Regions from separate parts of the Mus musculus genome. Here all the other regions are linked to region 1. Evidence: chromatin contacts called from public HiChIP or PLAC-seq and promoter capture Hi-C data. All regions are on one chromosome and are shown on one strand. The core of a region is the stretch at or near the end of the contact, and the rest is flanking DNA. Distances in the headings are between cores, read along the strand shown.

The links. HiChIP or PLAC-seq counts read pairs in DNA pulled down with a chosen protein or histone mark. Capture Hi-C pulls out chosen DNA fragments and counts their contacts.
Region 2: a promoter capture Hi-C map of liver shows a contact between it and region 1, with 2.6 times the contacts expected there. The contact joins the promoter of Tmem147 here to the promoter of Fbl in region 1. A contact is called at or near these places in 1 of 115 datasets of contacts at active chromatin or transcription factors (thymic regulatory T cells) and 2 of 9 other capture datasets (adipose tissue and liver).
Region 3: a promoter capture Hi-C map of liver shows a contact between it and region 1, with 4 times the contacts expected there. The contact joins the promoter of Proser3 here to the promoter of Fbl in region 1. A contact is called at or near these places in 5 of 39 promoter capture datasets (cranial neural crest, hippocampal neurons, liver and 2 more), 2 of 484 Hi-C or Micro-C datasets (CD4 T cells and CD8 T cells), 1 of 115 datasets of contacts at active chromatin or transcription factors (embryonic limb bud) and 2 of 9 other capture datasets (adipose tissue and liver).
Region 4: an H3K27ac HiChIP or PLAC-seq map of embryonic stem cells shows a contact between it and region 1, with 4 times the contacts expected there. The contact joins the promoter of Aplp1 here to the promoter of Fbl in region 1. A contact is called at or near these places in 3 of 115 datasets of contacts at active chromatin or transcription factors (astrocytes, embryonic stem cells and thymic regulatory T cells).

What each region holds. Positions count from the first base shown.
Region 1 is chr7:28,167,400-28,172,218 of GRCm38.p6, forward strand. It overlaps Fbl (fibrillarin), which reads left to right and starts at 2,349. Exons shown (of 9, transcript NM_007991.3): 1 at 2,349-2,419. The coding sequence starts at 2,410. It overlaps Gm31024 (a long non-coding RNA gene), which reads right to left and starts at 1,463. Exons shown (of 2, transcript XR_001778069.2): 1 at 709-1,463; 2 at 1-526.
Region 2 is chr7:30,726,591-30,731,409 of GRCm38.p6, forward strand. Tmem147 (transmembrane protein 147) reads right to left here and starts at 2,944. Exons shown (of 7, transcript NM_027215.2): 1 at 2,754-2,944; 2 at 2,612-2,681; 3 at 2,067-2,126; 4 at 1,842-1,978; 5 at 1,615-1,699; 6 at 1,397-1,518; 7 at 1,111-1,313. The coding sequence starts at 2,830. The coding sequence ends at 1,190. Gapdhs (glyceraldehyde-3-phosphate dehydrogenase, spermatogenic) reads right to left here. Exons shown (of 11, transcript NM_008085.2): 10 at 3,745-3,842; 11 at 3,189-3,369. The coding sequence ends at 3,297.
Region 3 is chr7:30,549,956-30,554,774 of GRCm38.p6, forward strand. It overlaps Proser3 (proline and serine rich 3), which reads right to left and starts at 2,350. Exons shown (of 12, transcript NM_001382459.1): 1 at 2,253-2,350; 2 at 803-879. It overlaps Hspb6 (heat shock protein, alpha-crystallin-related, B6), which reads left to right and starts at 3,346. Exons shown (of 3, transcript NM_001012401.3): 1 at 3,346-3,577; 2 at 4,307-4,429; 3 at 4,514-4,819. The coding sequence starts at 3,380. The coding sequence ends at 4,681. It overlaps Gm38670 (predicted gene, 38670), which reads left to right and starts at 2,873; the gene lies at 2,873-2,949.
Region 4 is chr7:30,442,803-30,447,621 of GRCm38.p6, forward strand. Aplp1 (amyloid beta (A4) precursor-like protein 1) reads right to left here and starts at 2,780. Exons shown (of 17, transcript NM_007467.3): 1 at 2,520-2,780; 2 at 1,516-1,659; 3 at 290-422; 4 at 1-108. The coding sequence starts at 2,666.

The DNA.
Region 1 (4,819 bases), core at 1,099-3,598:
AAAAATTCCAAGCACTAGTGCAGGGCTCAGCCCTATATCAGTCCCACCAGCACCCAAAAGCCTGGGTAGTCCAGCTTCTCCAACTCTGCAGTCCTCAGCACACAGCTTGTCTCAGGTTTAACCTGGTTCCACATCACACCTGCCGCTGTTCTTGGTGGACATTCAGCAGTCTTGGCATCTGCAGTAACCTGGGACCTCCTTTGTAATTGAGGCCACACCTTCACGAGTGACCTCTCCACAGGGACTCTAACACCGCCATATGTTACCAAATCTCAGCTGCTCTCCACGACCCCTCTCATACCTTCACAACTAGTACTTCCTAGCTGACTCTTACATAGTACTTGCCAAGTTCAGACCTTATTGAACTTTTTAAATAAATAATAATAATAATAAAAATAGCCAGGCAGTGGTGGTGCACGCCTTTTATCTCAGCACTTGAGAGGCAGAGGCAGGCGGATTTCTGAGTTTGGGGCCAGCCTGGTCTACAGAGTGAGTTCCAGGACAGCCAGGGATACACAGAGAAACCCTGTCTCAAACAAACAAACAAACAAACAAAAAAAAAAGAATGAAAGAAAGAATTTAAATTAATTTTTTAAGAAATCCTAGGAGCTTGGGAGGTATCTCAGCAAGTAAGAAATCTTGCGCTGAGCAAGCATGAGGACTTGAGTTCAAATCCTAATGCCTGTCTTAAAAAATTGAAGTGGTCACCTGTGTGTCTGTAACACCAGGGCTGGGGTGGTAGTGGTGAGACAGGGGACTTTCTGGCCACCAGCCTAGCTCCGGGTTCAGTGAGGATCCTAAATCAAGAGAATAAGAGAGAGGGTGATAGAGCAGAACACCGTACATCCTCCTCCATTCTCTGCATACCTGCATGTGTGTGGGCACACACACACTCGTGAACACATACACACACAATGTGTAAGCACTAAAACATTTCAGTGTCTTACAGGCTTGTAAGAATCCCCTTTAATGCTTATTTTGTCTAAAACAAAACAAAAACCAGTGCTGGATGCTAGGGTGATTTGTCACCCTGGCAACCATCCAGCCCTTCCCTGGCACTTGGCTGCCTTGAATGACTACCATCCAAGCAAACCCCTCTTGGCAGCCAGCTGGTCTACTGTCATGGCAGCCTGGCAGCTCTTGAATGCTCCACAGACACCTCCAGGAAGCTATACTGCATGGACCACCACTTAATGCTAAAAGACAACTCCTGCTCTAGGAGGCACTATCCTGGCCCTGACTATCCCCAAGAGTTTAACATGGACTTTTTGCCATCAGAAGCCTCTATAATCCTTGGCAGCCACTTCACCAAGGCCAGAGGGAAACCATTTCCCCTGGTAACCCAACAAAAAGTCAGCGGTTAGTGCAAATGATCTTTCAGTTGCACGGAAGGCTGTAAGTTCTGGCTATTAGGACGCTTCTTCTGGAGACCGGTCGCTCCTGTGCTGCCTCCTGGTGGTGCAACATTAACACTGGGCCTTCTGCAACAGTTGTTGCTCGACTGATGTGATCTTTATCAGTAGGGTGGGCTGAATTCATGACCTGAAGAGGAGGAACAGAGGCAGAAACAACTGCAAACCAGCAGTGGCCTGGGAGCAGCTGCGACAACATTTGGGTGAGTGAAGATTTCCAGTAAGAGGCCAGGGGTAGAGAGCAGAAGCAGTGAGATGCCTGTTCTTCGCTGTAAAGGAGGGAGCTCTTTGAGCGGAAAAGGAAAAGGAAGGAGAAATAGAAAAGCGAAGTGTACCATAGGAGATCCCGAGTTCCAGCTCAGCCTGGACCCCACTGCAAAACCCTGTCATAAAATACAAACCTCAACAACAAACAGAAACATAAGGCTGTGCTGGAGAGATAGCTCAGCTGTGAAGAGAACATAATGCTCTTGATGAAGACTCAGGTTCGGGTCTCAGCACCTATTTGGCGGCTCACAATTAATTGCCGGTAACTCTAGTTCCAGGGGATCTGACGCCTTCTCCTGACTTCCATGGCGTATGCGTGGTGCACAGACAGACGAATATGCAAGCTAAACACTTCTAAGGATAAAATTTTAAAAATTTAAAGTCTTTGAAAAATAATAAATTTTTAAAAATCGGTATAACCCCTGATTCCTGGAGTGCTAGCATAAGTGAGAGGAAAAGTCGCAGCGCACTTGTGATAAAATTTGCCACTCTAGGAAAAAGTGAGGAGCGTAGAGACACGACAGAGCCGGAAAAGGATTCAGAACTCCCACCCAAGGGGCCGACTCCGACTTCCGGGAGACGGGACGCGCGTCTAAGGGGCGTGGTTACGCGCTTCCGTCACTCGCCGTGCGTCACCGCGCGCAGGCGCTCCTTTCCACGTGCGAAAGCCTGAGACTCGTGGAGTCGGGGACGCCGCAGGTTGCCTGAATCGCGCGACCAGAACGCAGTAATGAAGCCAGGTAAGGACCACGGTGCGGGCAGGAGTCGGGGGCTCTAGGCGCGGCGGGCGGGGACCGCGGCCGCTCGGGGCCGGGGGATGTGGCCGTGAGCTCGGCTCACCGGCCGGCCTACAAGCTTGCCGCCTCAGAGCGGCCGGTGCGGCCCTCCAGACCCTGACCCAGAGTTGGGGCTTGGATCTCCGAGCATTGCTTTAGGGGATCCGACTTGGGTCGCAGATGAAAGGGCCCCTGTCTCCACCCCAAGCCTTCCCTGTTGCCGCCGTCACCCACTGTCACTCCCTGTCAACGATACCTTGGTCCCCAACCCAGCTTCCCCCCGGGTAAATGAGGATCTCCGGCTCCGTGGTGTGCGGCGCTCGCGTGCACAGGCTGGCGCTCGCCGCGCTTCCGGGAGGGGCGGGACCCAAGGCTTGTAGGAGTAGAGGCTCTGGGGACCTGGGAGTCCCTGCTCTGTAGTGAGAGCGACTTTACTAGCCCGGCTATTAGCGGGGTAGGTGATTGGAATTGAGAGGGGTTGGTTTAGGTTTGGATTTTGAGAGCGTCTTGTCACGTGATCCTAGCTGGCCGAGATCCACCAGCCTTTACCTCCAGAGTACGGGGATTAAAGGCGTGCGCCACCACGGCTGGCCTGACAAATGTATCCATCTCACCTATTTCCCGCGTTTTTTTCTGATGAGCCCACTGTATGGTGGATGATGGCGAGAGTTCTGGCTTTGACAATAGAAAGTTCTCGTTTCTCTCTTGAGTTCTTAATGGATAAGTGGTTTTCTTGGTGATAGGTTACTCTGGGCTGTCAATCCTAGCACTCGGAAAGCGGAGACAGTTAGATAATGAGTTTGTAACACCAGTCTGTTCTACATTAGTCGTGATAGCATGAGCTTTTCCTGTTGCCGAAGGATCAGTTTTCACCACTGCAGGTTTTTGTCTGGCGTGGACACACATGTTCCTGTGGACAGATGGAGAGTAAGTCACTGCAGGCGATAGTGACCCATCTCTCCCTCCCAGACATGTTGAATATCTATCTGGGGCTCTGTTCTGGATGTCTGGGGAAGTAAGGTGGAGGGATTGCTAGTCTGGATGTTCTCCTGGCATCCTGTGATTTGTGCTTTCCCCTCAACCTTTCTCCATCACACGATAGAATGAGAATTGTTGAACAGTCGAATCTTCTGTGACAGTTTGTGTCTTGAATACGAAGCAGCTTTGGGGGAGATTGTTTTAAACAGAGGTGTGCTACAAAGTATGGTGGACGATTCTCAACAAGGTCCTTTATTTTCATGTTTGTGTATTGAAATGGCATCTTATTGTAATAGCCTAGGCTAGCCTCAGACTCGGCTTCCCAAGTGGCTGGGTTGCAGGCATGTGATTGCAGCAGTTGCTGGAGTTGCTAGTTTGGAGGTGGGGAGACTTGTAGAGAAAAGCAGATTCTAAAACAGCAGACTGTGTGTGAACATAAAAGTCTTGTTGAGTAGTGAGTCCTTTCGGTTCATTTTCCTCAAAACCCCAGGACCAGAAATGGATCCTGATAACACATTGAGTATTATGTGTCTGAGTTGACCCTGCTATCTACCGGTCGCCATGAGGATGCCAACAGCTTGCCAGATCTCTGTTCTGTCAGGCCCAGGGTTGGAGCTAGTGGCTCTTCTCCTCAGTACTCTTGTGTATACAGTTCCTTGATTTTTCTATCATTCCCATAGACCTTTGCTACTTTAGGGTCTTGAGTAACAGTAGCATAGCCATCCTCCCATATGAGCTACAGGACACCATTCTCTTCTGAATGAAAACAAGTGGTTTCTCTGAGGCAGAATCCAGGGCTGTGGATATGGCTCAGCTGATAAAGTGCTTCCTGGCATTCGGGAGACAATAGCTTTATTCTCCTGTGCTACCTAGGGATAGGTGTGGTGGTGAACATCCATCTTCCTGCCTTCGAGGTGGGGGGGGTCAAAAATTCAGATTGATCAACCATTGCAGCTGGAGACCCTGTCTCAAGGTCATCGGCAGACGTTTGCTGACTGATTGTTGGTGTCAGCATTGGATTGTGCTGAGATGCTGTAACCAGAATAATTACAAAGCCTTTTGTGCATTTGGAACTTGTGGGTGCCAGTGAGACTGACAGTTAAATGTAACGTGACAAGAAGTGGGCTGAGTCTGTACCACTTAGTCAGACACCCAAGTGCGGGAGTGCTGTGCCTGCCTGCGGGAGCTGGGAAGAGGGGCAGCTCGCATGAGATTTCAAAGCCTGCCATTTGCAGATGGGGGACAGCCTGGGTTGATGAATCTCAATTTAGGCTATACATTAAGGTCCTGCAGGGAACTCAAAAAGGAAAAAAAATGCCCTTCTCAGGGAATCGTGGTCAAGAAAAGAATTCTGATTTTGTTGTGGATAGTGAGGTAGGGAGGGTA
Region 2 (4,819 bases), core at 1,694-4,193, 2.6 Mb after region 1:
ACGAAGGGACAGACAGGCTATGAGATGGAGGTCCCAATAGTGCTCCATAGTGTGCACCGTCTACCTCCTGTCCACACGAAGTCAAGGCTGTTGAGGATACTTGGCACTTAGGAAAGTGGGGAAGGAGGAAGGTCCATCCGATAGAAATTGTGCCTTCTGTAAACAGACTATCATAGTGAGCCTAAAGGAGCTGTCCTTTCCTATGTCTAAGGCTTAAGAGCCCAGTGAAAGAGGGAAGTGGCAACTGTCCTCCTCCCCAGTGGGGTGGGAAGCATGATGACACTGGGACCAAGGCTGAGAAGTGCCCTAAGACAGTAGGCTTTCCATCAAGGTCTTGGATCTGACACATCCTTCTCAGGGAGTGGATAGGGCAAAAGCCTAGCCTAGTGGAACAAAGAAGGGCACAACCACAGTGGTGGAGTAAGCATCCAGGACAGTATCTAAGTTGGTAGGCTCAACTACAGCTATTTGACTAGCTGACCTAGAATCTCCCATCCCCCAACCCCCACACACATACTGAGAGACTTAGGCCAGGATTTAATCTGAAGGCTGCAAGACTAGTTGAAGCATGCAGAAGCTCAGAACCGAGGAACTCTTCCGAGTGGCCTTGTGGCTTGAACGATGGCAGGAATTTGACTAGGGAAATCGTTCAGAGGAGCAGCTCCAAATTATGAAGGGCAAATGGCACAGCCTACTGTCACCTTCACTAGGAAACTCCACAGAGAGTTGCAAGTGGAAGACGGTGACCTAAGTAGTAGACAAGTTTTATATGAAGCCCCCTAGCTGTTACATGGTGGATGGACTAGAGTGGAGAAATGGGGGGTTGCAAAGTTGGAGGTAACCAGTTTTGGGAAGACTCACCATGGAAGAGGGCTCAAACCAAGCTGTAAGTTGAGGAAGAATGCCCCTCTACCCCAAAGCCCCCTCCTGAACTCTAGTGTGTTCATTCCTTAGCTTGTTCAATGATTACCAAGCCCCCAGGTTCTCATGGGGAAACCAGGAAGACTGGCCAACATTCCAGCTTATTTATCTGGTTCTGAAGCCAGACAGACTCTGTGAGACCTAAGTCCGAGGATTCGGTTTCTGAGAGAGAGAGATGGACATAACAAAAACCTTTCCAAACACTGTTTACTTCACTGAAATCTGGAGAGAGGAAATGAAAAGGTTCGCCAACACCTGAGATGTCAAGCTAGGAGTGTACATTGACAACAGCAACATACAGGGCCAAGGTGCTGAGGGCCAGCAGTCCTGTTACTACTGCCCGGGCGAGCAGTGCTGTCCAACTACCCAAGGAGAAGAGGTGGACGAAGGTCCTGTGGGGAAACATCACAATGAGGAAAAGGAGAGAGAAAACACACCCCCATTTGAACCCAGCCTCATACCCCACCCAGCTCACTCCATGACAAAGGCCTTGTAGACACTAAGGAACATCAGGAGGAGAACAGCAGGCCGGAAGGTGTGGTACAGGTCATAGCGTGTTATCATCCAGACCTGAGCTGATGCAACGATGTAGTGGACCTGCAGGGAGGCAGGAAGGGACTGGGAAGTTGGAGCCAAGTTTTTGGGAGAAGTATGGCTAACAACATAAAGGTAGGCTAGGGCTAGACTGCATACCAGACTGATGTTGGAGTCAATGCTCATCTGGATATATTTCCAGTCAAATTCAATGCCTCGGGCTCCCACCCAGAGGGGGATGCATCTGAGGAAGGCAAAAGGAGGCAGTCTCTAGTACCCAGACTCCCCCACCCCCAGCACCCAGCCTCTGATCACCTCCCCTCAGCACCCCTGTGGGACCCAGCTGTCCATTCCCGGAAGTCTGGGCTCCAGTTTGCTCCACACACCGGGACATAATGAGTTCAGCAGTGGCCCAGCCCAGGGCAGCAACCATAATCTTGTACTCCCCCTTGCCTGCATTCCGAGACATGACAAGGTTTAGGCCTATCAGGTCTGCCACATCCACACTGGCCTTCATGAATTCCTGTGGGTCAGGTAGAGGCTCGAGTAAACACGGGGACCAGGTGAACCGACTCCTGCACTCTTCCTTGCCCTTCCCTTGTTCAACTTACCCCAATGAAGTCATAGATGCCACCTTCCCAGGTGGGGAAGAAAGTGGCCAAGAACAACATCTGAGATCAGAAAGTAGAAAGGTCACTGGAAGGTGAGGGAGATTAAAAACCGAAACAAACAAACAAAAAACTATGTGGATACTGTGGAAAGTAAGTGTGCAAGTAGAGGATATGACGCTGGGTTCTAGGGGTCATTCTAGGTGTAAGTGGCAAGATCACGTGATCTTGGGAGATAGAGGGCAAGTGGCCTGGTTTCTAAAAGTCTAGAAGTTCACGGGGGAATCTGATGTCTAAAAATGCCTAGGCAGCACCCTGCGACACCCTGTGGGTGAAATATCGCACTAAGAGGTTTTCTCATTTTACAACAGTTGTAAGAAAAAGTTGCATCAGGGCCTTTCTGGCCTTGCATCCCTTCTAAGGTATTCGGGCATAGTCCCTAAGCGTTGTCTCGAGGGTGGTCCTATGGAAGGTGACAGCTGCAGAGTCAGGCCCCTGAGATCTGGAATGCCTGGAGGCCAGACACGTGGAGTCCGGGAGTCCCTCACCTTGCATAGCTGCACAAAGAGGTAGGTGACCCCGGCCTGGACGCATTTCCAGAAGGCGTTGTATTCAGACCTGAAGAAGCCGGCGGTGAGGGGTCGGCCCGGGTCCCGCACCCTCTCCACCCCGCGCCCGCCCTGCACTCACAGGCCGCTGCATTTGTACGTGATGAAATAGGGAAAGTAGGCGAGGGCGAAGCAGTTCCCGAAGTGGAACAGGGTCATGACGCCAGCCGCCCGGTCCCGCAAATGCGGGACTCGCCAGGCGCAGCGTCTCCTCTAGTCGGCCTCGCCGGCACCGGGGCCTGGCGCCCACCTGCTTTGCCGTGGCCCGCGCGCGGCCTTATGGGAACTGTAGTCCGGCCTGGTACGTCGCGTGCAGTGACGTCAGAGCGCCCAGCTCCGGCTGTGTTGCAGGGACTTCCAGAGCCTTGCTTACACCGTTGAAGACCTTGTGTTCAGACAGCGCTTTCCCTCTCCCACTCGGCTCGGAGCCAAGCGCCACCTCTTCTCGCTCATCCGAGAACTTTGAACCCCGCCCTGAACGCAAGGTGATCGGCGCAGAGACAAGAGGGCAAAGCTGTGCGCATTCTCGTTTTTATTTCATTGTTGACCCGGTGGCGGCGCCTTTGAGTGGAAGCCGAAGTCAGGAACGCGAGGTGCGCAGGGGAGCAAGGAGGGGCCTTTTGTGTTACTTCTCTCGGCTAAACATGTAGCGGAGGAGGTCGACCACTCGGTTACTGTAGCCATATTCGTTGTCGTACCTGAGGAGGCGAGGAAGGAGGCGTCAGTGTGTGTGTGTGTGTGTGTATACGTGTACGCACTCGCGCGCTCGCCCTCTTGTCAGCCTCCCCCACTATCCTCTGGCATCTATCCCCTTTACCAGGCGTGTGTGTGTGTGTGTGTGTGTGTGTGTGTGTGTGTGTGTGTGTGTGTGTGTGTGTACGTGTACGCACTCGCGCGCTCGCCCTCTTGTCAGCCTCCCCCACTATCCTCTGGCATCTTTCCCCTTTACCAGGCGTGTGTGTGTGTGTGTGTGTGTGTGTGTGTGTGTGTGTGTGTGTGTGTACGTGTACGCACTCGCGCGCTCGCCCTCTTGTCAGCCTCCCCCACTATCCTCTGGCATCTTTCCCCTTTACCAGGCAACAAGCTTCACGAAGTTGTCATTGAGGGCAATTCCAGCCTTAGCATCAAAGATGGAAGAATGGGGATTGCCGTTAAAGTCCGTGGAGACCACCTGCGTGACAATTTCAAAGATAAATGTAGTCGAGCAAAGATCTCCAGGAACCCAGACTCTCAAACCACATTGTCAGTCACTCATCTGGTATACTGGACAGAGACCTTTTGTGTTGGTGACAGAATGTGATCAAGGCAGGTGGAACCTTTGTCTCAGGGACACAGCAGGGGAGCTCAGTGGATAAAAGTGCTTGTCACATAAGCGTGAGCTTTCTGTGTTTGGATCCGCAGAATCCATATAGAGGCTGGGCGGTTGATGGACACTTATAGGCCCAGCAGTCCAGCTCCAGACTGAGGCTCCTTGGAACAAGATGACTAGCTAGATTAGTTAGTTGTCAAGCTACCTTACATCTTGCCTCGGTAACAAGTGGAGTGCAATGGAGGAAGACATGTTTATCACCTGTACCTGGTGTACCGGTACATGTGCCCCGTGCATCTGCATGTACCCACACGGGGGAAGAGGATACAGATCACAATACCCTAATGAGGTTGCATTAAACGTTACATGAAGCGATGACTGGCACGAGGCTGGGTCTTGGGAGCAGAGGGAAGGAGCTACAGACACAGATCTTGGGGGCTGTAGCCCTTAGGAACACAGGGGGTTGGGGGTGGGTTGGCATTGGGGCTGATTTGATCTGACCCATTCAAATGACATCTTGGCATTTGAGAGTGGACCTGTAAAAGCCAAATGCCAGGGAACTTCACTAAGGTGGAGGTGACTTTTTTTTTTTTTTTTTTTTTTTTGATACAGGGTTTGCTATATAGCTCTGGAACTCACTATATAGAGGGCTGCCCTCACATTCATAGAAGTCTACTGCTTCTATCACCTGAGTGCCTGTGCCTCCACACCTAAGATAGTCTGTTCAGTAAAGGTGTCTGACCTGGCCTGGCCCCTGGGTGTGAATCCAGAAAATGAGAACTGCTGTCTTTTGTTCAGGAGTGTATTAAGAGCCTTCTGGGGCCGGAGAGATGGCTCAG
Region 3 (4,819 bases), core at 1,100-3,599, 2.4 Mb after region 1:
AAAAGAACCTTCACTGCCTGTGTATGTGTGGTGGCCAGCAGTAGCCAACTACCACTCTGCAACTGCCACTCTGCAACGGCTTCCCACAGAAATGGACTACAATCCCCATGAATCATCACAACTCCCATAATTCCCATGAGCTCTAAGTCCCATGATAGAGACATAGAAGAACCTAGAAACTAGTAGTTGGTAGTTCTCAACTCTGGTAGCCTAGTAGGAGCTTTATTTTTGAGATAGGGTCTTACTCTGTAGCCATGATTAGCCTTGCACTTGAGGTGATCCTCCTGCCTCAACTTCTTGAGTGCTAGGACTTTAAAAATTACAGACTAATGCCAAATGTGTAATGTTCATCTGTCGTCCCAGCACTCAAGAGGCTCTGGCAGAAGGATCCAAAGTTCCAAAGCAAAGGCTGAGGAGATGGCTCAGTGAATACGATGCTTGCTCCCCGAACATGGGGACCTGAGTTCAAATCCATAGAATCCATGGAAAGCCAGATGTGGTAGCACAATCTGCAATCCGAGTACTTCTATACAGAGGTGGGAGGTGGATACGGGAGAGTCCCCTAAAACTTTTCAAGTCAGCGAGCCTCAGAGGTGAACATCAAAGAGAAGACCCTGGCTCAACATGGTGAAAGATGAGAACAGACGCCTGAGCCTGTCTGATTTCCACAGGGTGCACACACACACACACACACACACACACACACACTCTCTCTCACACTCACACACACACAGAAACAAGTGCACTCATACGCAAAGGCTGCATAGAGAACTCTTGTCTCAAAACAAGAATAACATTTTACCTGTTGCCTGCCTGTGGATCCTGTTCCTCTAACTGGACTGCCTTGCCTGGCCTCAGTGGGAGAGGATGTGCCTGGTCCTGCAGAGGATGTGTGAGAGTGGGTTGGTACCCATGCACACCCCCAGAGGATGAGTGAGAGTGGGTTCCCACTCCAGGCTAACAGAATCAGACTATCAGGAAACAGGCTAGACACTGCAACTTCTTCACACTATTCAGGCAATTAAAAAAAGATTTATTTATTTTTATTTTGTATGCATGGGTAGTATTATGCCTGCATGTGCCTGTGCACATTTATGTATGTGCAATGCCCTTGAAGACCCTGGAATGAATGTGAGTAGCCATGTGATGCTGAGAACTGAACCTGGGACCTCTGGAAGACCAGCCCCTGCTCCCAACCAATGAGCCCTTTTTCCAGCCCCATTCAGGAAAAACCTGGTCTGTTGCATAGTTCTGTTTTGTTTTTAACTGACACTAATTGTACAAGTTTATGCGGCACAGTATGATATTTCAATACGTGTATACAATATGTTACAGTCAAATCAAGGTAACTAATTTCTACCTCTTTAAACATGTTCCAAGAAGCCCATTTCATGAAGCTCCAATTAATTCCACGAGGAAAAAAAAAAAAAACCCAAGTAATGTAGCCAAGAATGGTGGTGGATGCCTTTAATCCCAGAACCCAGGAGGAAGAGGCAGGAGTTTAAGGCCAGCCTGGTCTACAAAGTGAGTTCCAAGACAGGGCTGTGCAGGGAAACCCTGTCTTAAACAACAACAACAATACAAATCATTTTAAAAAGCACCCATATGGGCTGGACAGATGGCTCGGTGGTTAAGAGCACTGGCTGCTCTACCAGAGGTCCTGAGTTCAATTCCCAGCAACCACATGGTAGCTCACAATCATCTGTAATGTGGTCTGATGCCCTCTTCTGGCACACGGGAGTATATGCAGAGAGAGCACTCATATACCTAAAATAAATAATAAATCTTTTTTTTAAAAGCATACAAATGAAAAAAAGAATGAAAACAATAGGCAAAAACAAAACATTAACAAAGAGCCACGACGAAACCGTACACAATATGTTTCCGGTTAAACCTGTTAAGGGAAGGGGGAGGTGGTGGCATGACTCCCAAAGAGAAAGGGGCAGTAGAGACTACAATCCCCATGAATCACTGGGCTCCTCCTAAGTGAAAAAGTTCATAGACAACACCCCTAGATGTCTGGGGCAATTTGGAAACTAACGAACTAAATTTTCAAATTTCTTTTCGACTCTTCTTCGGCCCACCCTGCGGGAACAAAAGACATGAGACACTCAGAGATGTTGGAGGGCCCAAACTGTGTGGTATCTTGGGAGTTGTAGTTCTCCTGAGATTGGGCGGGAGACTTCAGGCTCACGTAAACCCGTGTTGCCTTCCCAGGCCTCCTGTGGTCTCTGAAAGAGGACCAACCTCACCTGCAGTCAGTTTGTCGGCATTTACCGCAGCCTTAGCGCCAGCGGAGCTTCTTCGCGGAACAACCCTGCGCCTACTCTCCTCGCTAAGCAACGCCGTCAGCCCCGCCCCTTTCTGGCTGTGCAGAGTAGGAGCGCGGCCTCCAAAGCGACCAATGATAGACTAGAAAATAAAAGTAACTGGAAAGCGGCCGAGGGGCGTTCTCTCTTGACGAACTGGGAGAGCGTGTGTTTGATTGGAGCGTGCAGCAGTAATTGGCAAGACTTCAGACCAATAGTAAGGATCAAAGGCCGGGCTGACGCTTGAAGAGCGCTAAGAGTCCTGCCTTTTACTCAGTCCTTATTTCTAACCGCCAGGATACCTGTTGGAGCGAAGGCCTGACTCCAGCCTAGCTACTATTGCAGGGCTAACCCGAGACGTCTGTCTTTACTTTGACTGCTATCCCGTCCTGATGGTCACCTTAACCACTTTCCTCTTGAGCAGCTGGCCGTACTCCTTGCCAGGCCCGGGCTCCTGGCCCAGGTAGTGGGATCAAAACGAGCTATTTCGGGCCCCGGCGCGCAGCCCCCGGGGGCCAACCTGGAGTGTTCATGCTCATGCCCCCTGGCCGCTGAGCACCCCAGGCTGAGTCAGAGGCACAGAATTAGGCCCGACCTACTCTGGGGTAGGGTCTGTTCTGTGTCCTCCTGACTGCCTGGCATGGGTGCAGCATTCTCCAGGAGTCTGTTACTAAGACTGATGCGTCATCCTCAGAGCTGCCAGCCTGGCGGAGATGGATTAAGAGGACTGAGAACTCTTTGGGGGACTAATCGGGACCCAGGGTCCCAACTGCCACAATGATTGCCACACCTATAAGGGTCTGCCTCCTAGACTTTTAGCTTCCCCTTACAGAAATGGAAAAAGGCTTAATGACATTTCCCTGGTGTCCTTTTCCGGGCATCCAGCAGGCGTTTAATAACTGGCCAAGTAATTATTGAAGTTTCTAAATAAGGAATACTAATGCCTGAGTTTGGCCTCAATCCCAGTGTCCCTGAGAGGCCCGCCGCAGGGGCGGCACAGGGCACAGTATAAATCGGAGCCAGCGTGCGTTTGGGCACTGCGGGGCCCAGGGTGGCAGCGTAGGAACAGGATGGAGATCCCCGTGCCTGTGCAGCCTTCTTGGCTGCGCCGTGCTTCAGCTCCTTTACCAGGTTTCTCTGCTCCGGGACGCCTCTTTGACCAGCGTTTCGGCGAAGGGCTGCTTGAGGCAGAGCTGGCTTCACTGTGCCCTGCTGCGATCGCCCCCTACTATCTGCGCGCCCCCAGTGTGGCGTTACCCACAGCCCAGGTGCCAGGCCTAGGGAGAGGGCCAATCCAACTACTAACAAGACTGGGGGCCAGGAGGGGGGTCTAACCCCGGGCCGGGGGTGCGGGAATGTCTGTTGATTTTTAACTTAGAGGAGAATGTCACCCCTCAGTGGGGCCATTGGGTGTCCCTTGAGTGCGGTATTCTGAGCCCCTCCCCCCCCCCCCCCCCGTTACTGATCTTCTGAGGGGGTGAAGGGTGGGGCAAGTGAGCCGGGAATCTGGGGGAAAGGACAAGTGAGTCCCGACGGGCTGTAATGTTCCTAGGGTTGCATATGGTGATGCTGCATCTTCAAGAGGGATCCTGTGATTTGATGAAGGGGGTCTTGGGCACTCTAAACGAGGGGAAAGTACCCGTAAAGGGCACAGGAGGTCCCATGACCTAAGTAAGAACTCTGGCGATGGGGAAGTGGCATCTTGGTTGCTAGCATGGTGGGGTCTCGTAGCAGAAATGGTGACTGTGGAGTCAAGGACATGGGGTGGGGGGTTATAGGGTAGATATCTAACTTGGTTACCACAAAGAGGTGGACCCAGTATTTGAAGGGGAGGGGGGCCAGTTATTATGAGGCTGAGGTTCTGGTGACTTAGAGGGGACAGTCTACACAAGTCCTCGGCAGCAGCACTGTAACCTATGTATCATAGAGAGTGCTGGGTCCCAGAAGCCAAGACCCCTATCCGATCGACGCCCCACCCCTACCCGCCATGTGTGCAGGTGTCCACGGACTCTGGGTATTTTTCCGTGCTGCTGGATGTGAAGCACTTCTTGCCAGAGGAAATCTCTGTCAAGGTGGTTGACGACCATGTGGAGGTCCATGCTCGGCACGAGGAGCGCCCGGTAGGTCTGCATGCCAGACTGGGGAGCGGGGTAGGCAGGAGGGTAGGAGTCTCAAGCCCATCTCTCCCTGTACCCCACCCTCAGGATGAACACGGATTCATTGCTCGAGAGTTCCACCGCCGATACCGCCTGCCTCCTGGTGTGGACCCTGCTGCTGTGACCTCAGCACTGTCTCCTGAGGGTGTCCTGTCCATCCAGGCCACACCAGCGTCGGCCCAGGCCCAACTTCCGTCACCACCTGCTGCCAAGTAGGGGTCCCAGCTGCACAGGACCGAACCCAGGAAGCCTCTTTAGGCTCTCTTTTAAAAGCCGATCTGACTCCACTGCCCAGCCAGATGTCCCAATCGCCGTCAAGACAGCCTTTCCCAACCACACCTAGATGTCCTTCGG
Region 4 (4,819 bases), core at 1,530-4,029, 2.3 Mb after region 1:
GAGCCTCCTGATGCCTCCTGGTTGAACTCTCACACTGGTCCATACGCTCCTGGTGCAAGAACCGACAGCCTTCGGGCACTAGCAGGGCTTCACTCACGAATTCGCCAGCTGGGGAATGGGAGACACCAGAATCATCACCAGAATCATCACCCAGGCCTGCCCACCTCAGAGGCCAGGCATTCATAGCTTTCTCAGCCCATCACCCAGACTTCAAATGTAGACCAAAGTCATCTCTGGTAGACTCCCACTTCACCTCAGTTCCCACCCCACCCCCCAGCGGGTGACTCACGCAGGCAATGGAAGGGCACAACCTCATGGTGGGGGTGGGCGCATCTGCCACTCCGGGTACCCCCACACCAGCGCTCCATCGGGATGGCCTGTGCAGCCTGCTCCACGCGTGCTATGTGCAGCTCGGGGTACATCTGTAGGACACAATGTGTGTGGGAGGAGGTGGGGGGGGGATCAACCTACTGGCTGACCCCCACCCTCTGCATCTCTCATTTGGCAGCAGTACTGGGGATTGAACCCAGAGCCTTGTACATGCCAAAGCCATGCTCTACCACCAAACTCCTACATGTCCAGCCCTCTTTTTACTTTTTATTTTGAGACCAGGTCTCCTTACATTTCCTAAACTGGTCTTGAACTCATTCTGTAGCTTACGAGGGCCTTTAATTTGTGATCCTTCTACCTCAGCCTTTCCAATAACTGGGATTATGGGCCCATGTCACTAATCTCAGCTTGAGCAGTTCCTTTTTACGTGTCTTGGTTCCTAAGGACATCCCTGGGCCTTCGTCTCTTGTCTATAGAACTAACAGGTTAATTTGTAAGCCTCAGATGCTAAGCTTCGGGTCCACTGGTCATACCCTAGTGGTCTCCCTTAAGTTCACCATTCTCACGAGGCCTTGATAAAGGTCCTCAGGCTTTGACATGCCAAACTCAACTTCTCTGAGCCCACGTTTGAAGGCAACCCTGCTCGGCAATCAGGTTTCTTGCTCTTTCACTTCCTGCCTTTCTCTGTTTAGCTACTAAGTAACTCTTCTTTGTATTAGCCCCGCCTTTTCATTGCACGTCTCTTAGGCAGGCAGCCACTCTCATTGGGCTCCATCACTTACTGAATCTTGTTGGTTTAAAAGGTCTCTTGATCTAAGCCTTGCCTCTCTTTCGGCCACGCCCACTTACACTCCCACTTTTTCTAAACGGATCCATAGATTCCTAAACCATGCCACTCTTCAGGCGACCTTGATTAGTCCATGGGGGGTGTGGGGGGGTGTTGTTGGGTTTTTTTTTTTTCAGTCTCCACCGCCGCCCCGCGGCCCCTAATTTCTCAAAATAGGTTTGCGCTGGCCCTTTAGGAGGGGCCTCTTCACTGACCACAGACCCCCAAGCTTTCCCTGGCTTTACAGATTCTCTCATCTCCCTAGACTCTGCCAAGTCCAGCTTCCTCAAGGGCGACCCCGCCCCAGCTTGGATCCACTTTCTCATTGACCACGCCTCTCCCCGTGGGGTCCCGCCCACCTGTCTGCAGTACTCCAGCACGCGCTGCGGGTCCAGAAGACAGCGTCGTGATCGCTGTGGGTCTGGTTCCCAGCGGCCGGTGCGCAGGTCCCGGTGAAGGGTTAGACGCCCACATAGTCCAGCCACTTGAGCCGACCCCGGAGCCTGGGAATGAAGGCAGATGGGGCAGTGAGGAGCCAGGGCAACGATGTCATCTGTGTTGTCTGGTTCTTTGCTCCCTAAAACCCAGATAGGGCTCCTGCCCCTATCTCTAGCACCAGCTCCTTCTAAGCACCTTCTGAGTGGAGAGACCGTTCCCCGGGAAACAAATCCCGTGGGGCTGGAGCGCCCCAGCTCTCCCGTTGCTATGGTGACCTGGGTCCCCACCCCCCCGCCCCGTTTCTCGCGGCCTTGTTGCTGAGAAGACAGGCTCCGCCCCCGCCCCAGCGGCTTGGGTCTGAAGCCTGAAGGGGTTAAACTTGAATCGTGTTGGGGGAGGCGGGGGGCGAACCCAGGCGTTCTGGCCCCTCCTCCCTCCATCCCCAGTTCAGGTTCCCACTGAGGGGGTGCAAAGACGACAGGGCCCAGCTTCCCAGCAGGCCTGCACATCAGACCTTTAAGGACTAGAGGAGCTATATCCGGATTGAGTAGTGGGTGGAGGCCCGGACTACTGGATGTTTGAGGGCAGGGGGTTCATGTGGGTCCAGATAATACAAGGGACCTGGGTTCTTAGAGCCAAGCGCCTACTGCCTGGTGCGTCCTACGCTTAGGTGGGCAGGTCTTGGGGCTTTGTCGTCTAGGGGTGCTCTGGATTTCTTGGACCAGAGGCTCTTGGAAAGAGCCAGGTCCGACGATGCGGGTGGGAGGGGGCAGGGACGTCAGACGATGGAGGAACCTAGGAAAATCTACAGTTCGGATCGCGTGGGGCAGGCCACCTGGCCAAAAGGACTGCGGTGGCCGTCCCGCGTCCAGGTCGAGGCCCGGTCCCGCCCCTTCCCCATCCCCAGGACCCGGCCGGGCCTCACCTCGGCCGCGCTGGGGCTCCCAACAGCCAGGTTCCCGACGGCGAGCTGCGCGCGCAGAAGCAGCAATGACAGTGGCAGCAACAGCGGCAGCGGCGGCGGTCGCCAGCGGCGACCCTGACCGCGAGCGGCGGGGCTGGTGGGCCCCATGTCCGGGCCTCGGGCCCTCACGTCCCCTGCGCTCCCGCCCGGCCCTACCCGGCCCCAGCGGTGACAGGAGCTCCCAGCGCCACCGCCGCCTCCTCCTCCCGCCGCCCCCGGGCTGCGCCGGCGCCGCCAGCCCCGCCCCGCGCCGGCCCCGCCTTCCCAGCCAGGACAATAGCGTGGCGGCTCTGCGCACTGAGAGGCTCCGGAACCCCGGGAGGGAGCCTGCTCCAAGTCCCAGCCCCTCAAGATTCCAGGTGTCACTGTCCGCGTGAAGACCGAGTCACTAGGTTCAGTCCTGGGCGTAGCCGTTTTCTGGACTTTCATCCTTGGCCTTCTCTTCTGGCAAACGCAGACACCCAGCATCAGCTTTGTCCTCCTCCAAGGATGCCAGAATCCATGGGGGTGGGGGTCTTCCATAAATCCCTCTCTTGAGGTCCCAGGAATATAGACCTCCGAATTTTCCCAGTCAAGAATTTAGGGAGTGTACTAGGAAAGCCTGTAATCCCGGCACCTGAGAGGAGGGGGCGGGAGGATAGGAGTTTGAAGCTAGCCTACCTACATGCAACCCAGTCTCAAAAGACAAAACACAGCTACAGCTAGGTAAATCTGCTCCCTTCCAGGCCTCTTCTGTCTCAGGACCGGAGGCCAAGTCTCCCACCCTTGCTTCCTCAAACCTAGGAAGCCTTCCTGCCCTGATTGCCAGGTGTCTGGATCTTCAAATACTCCCTCCAAAAATCCATGACTAAACCCTTTCTTTACAGATGACTCGGGTCAGGTGCTGGATACCATAGCCTTCCAAGACCAGCACCTGAGGACCACTGTGTGGAGTCCCCCATTCTCACCCTTTCTAAGGGCCACCTCAAGTCTTCTGCCTAAAGGGTTCACTGTTTTATCTTAAGTGAGTGTACAATATTCTAATCCCCCCCCCCGAAGCAGCCCAGATGTGTGTGTGTGTGTGTGTGTGTGTGTGTGTGTGCATCTGTATGGTGTGGACCTGCCCACATTTGTCTGTCTTTCTGCTTTGTGTGTGTGTGCATCTCTGTGGATGTGGGTGGGGTGAGGTAGTGGTGTATTATTAAAAGAGTTTAAAGTGGAATGGTGATGTGCACCTGTAATCCCAGAGGGCCTGAGGCAGCAAGATCAAGAGTTCCAGGCTAACTGCTGAGAGAAGGCTCAGTGATGAAAAGCACTGGCCGCTCTCTCAGAAGACCCGGGTTCAATTCCCAACACCCACACTGTCTATAACTCCAGTCTTAGGGGACCCATCCCTCTGTTCTGGTCTCAGGGACCAGGAATGTATATAGTATACAGTAACACATGCAGGCAAAACACCCACACAAGTAAAATAAAAATAACAGATCTTAAAATACAGAGAGAGAGAGAGAGAGAGAGAGAGAGAGAGAGAGAACCTACAGCAGTAAGCCAGTAGCAAGGGGCTAAGGAAGGACTTAGGACATCATCGCTACTGCCACCCAATGCATGAGAGGCGAGGGAGGACTAGATACAATACAACCTTTGTGGGCCTCTTCATTCATGGAAAACACCAGGAGACTCCTCCAAGTGAAAGAAAATTAAAATTCAAGGTCCATGACTCATGTGGCTTGTGTCAGTTAGTTAGGAGGGCCTTTGGGCCTAGGGCAAAAACAAAGGCTGTAAAGTCATCCAGGAACTGGCTAGCCATAAAAGACAGGGAAGACATACCAGGATGTCCGGACTGGCCCGGCGTCTCCCTATCTCCCGCCCTTCTGACATGGGTTAAATGTTAACCAGATGCTCTGCTGTTACCTTGCTCTGCACATACAGTTTGCTGATGTTTAAACTGTCCAATTGTGTGAAACCATGCCAATTCTTCCCCTACCCCCACTCTTTTCCTATATAAACCCCTAACTTTTGAGCCTCGTGGTCGATTCCTCTATCTCCTGCGTGAGATACGTGTCGCCTGGAGCTCCGTCATTAAACTACCTTGTGTGTTTGCATCAAGACGGTCTCTCATGATTCCTTGGGTGTGCGCGCTATCTCGTGACTCGGGTGGGGGTATCCCCACGGAGGTCTTTCACAAGCACATTTGCGTCTTTGCCTCCCCCTTTTATTATTAAACATAAGTATTCTTAGCCCAAGAGTCCCCTTCATTTCTTCTATTTCCACCCTACCCCATT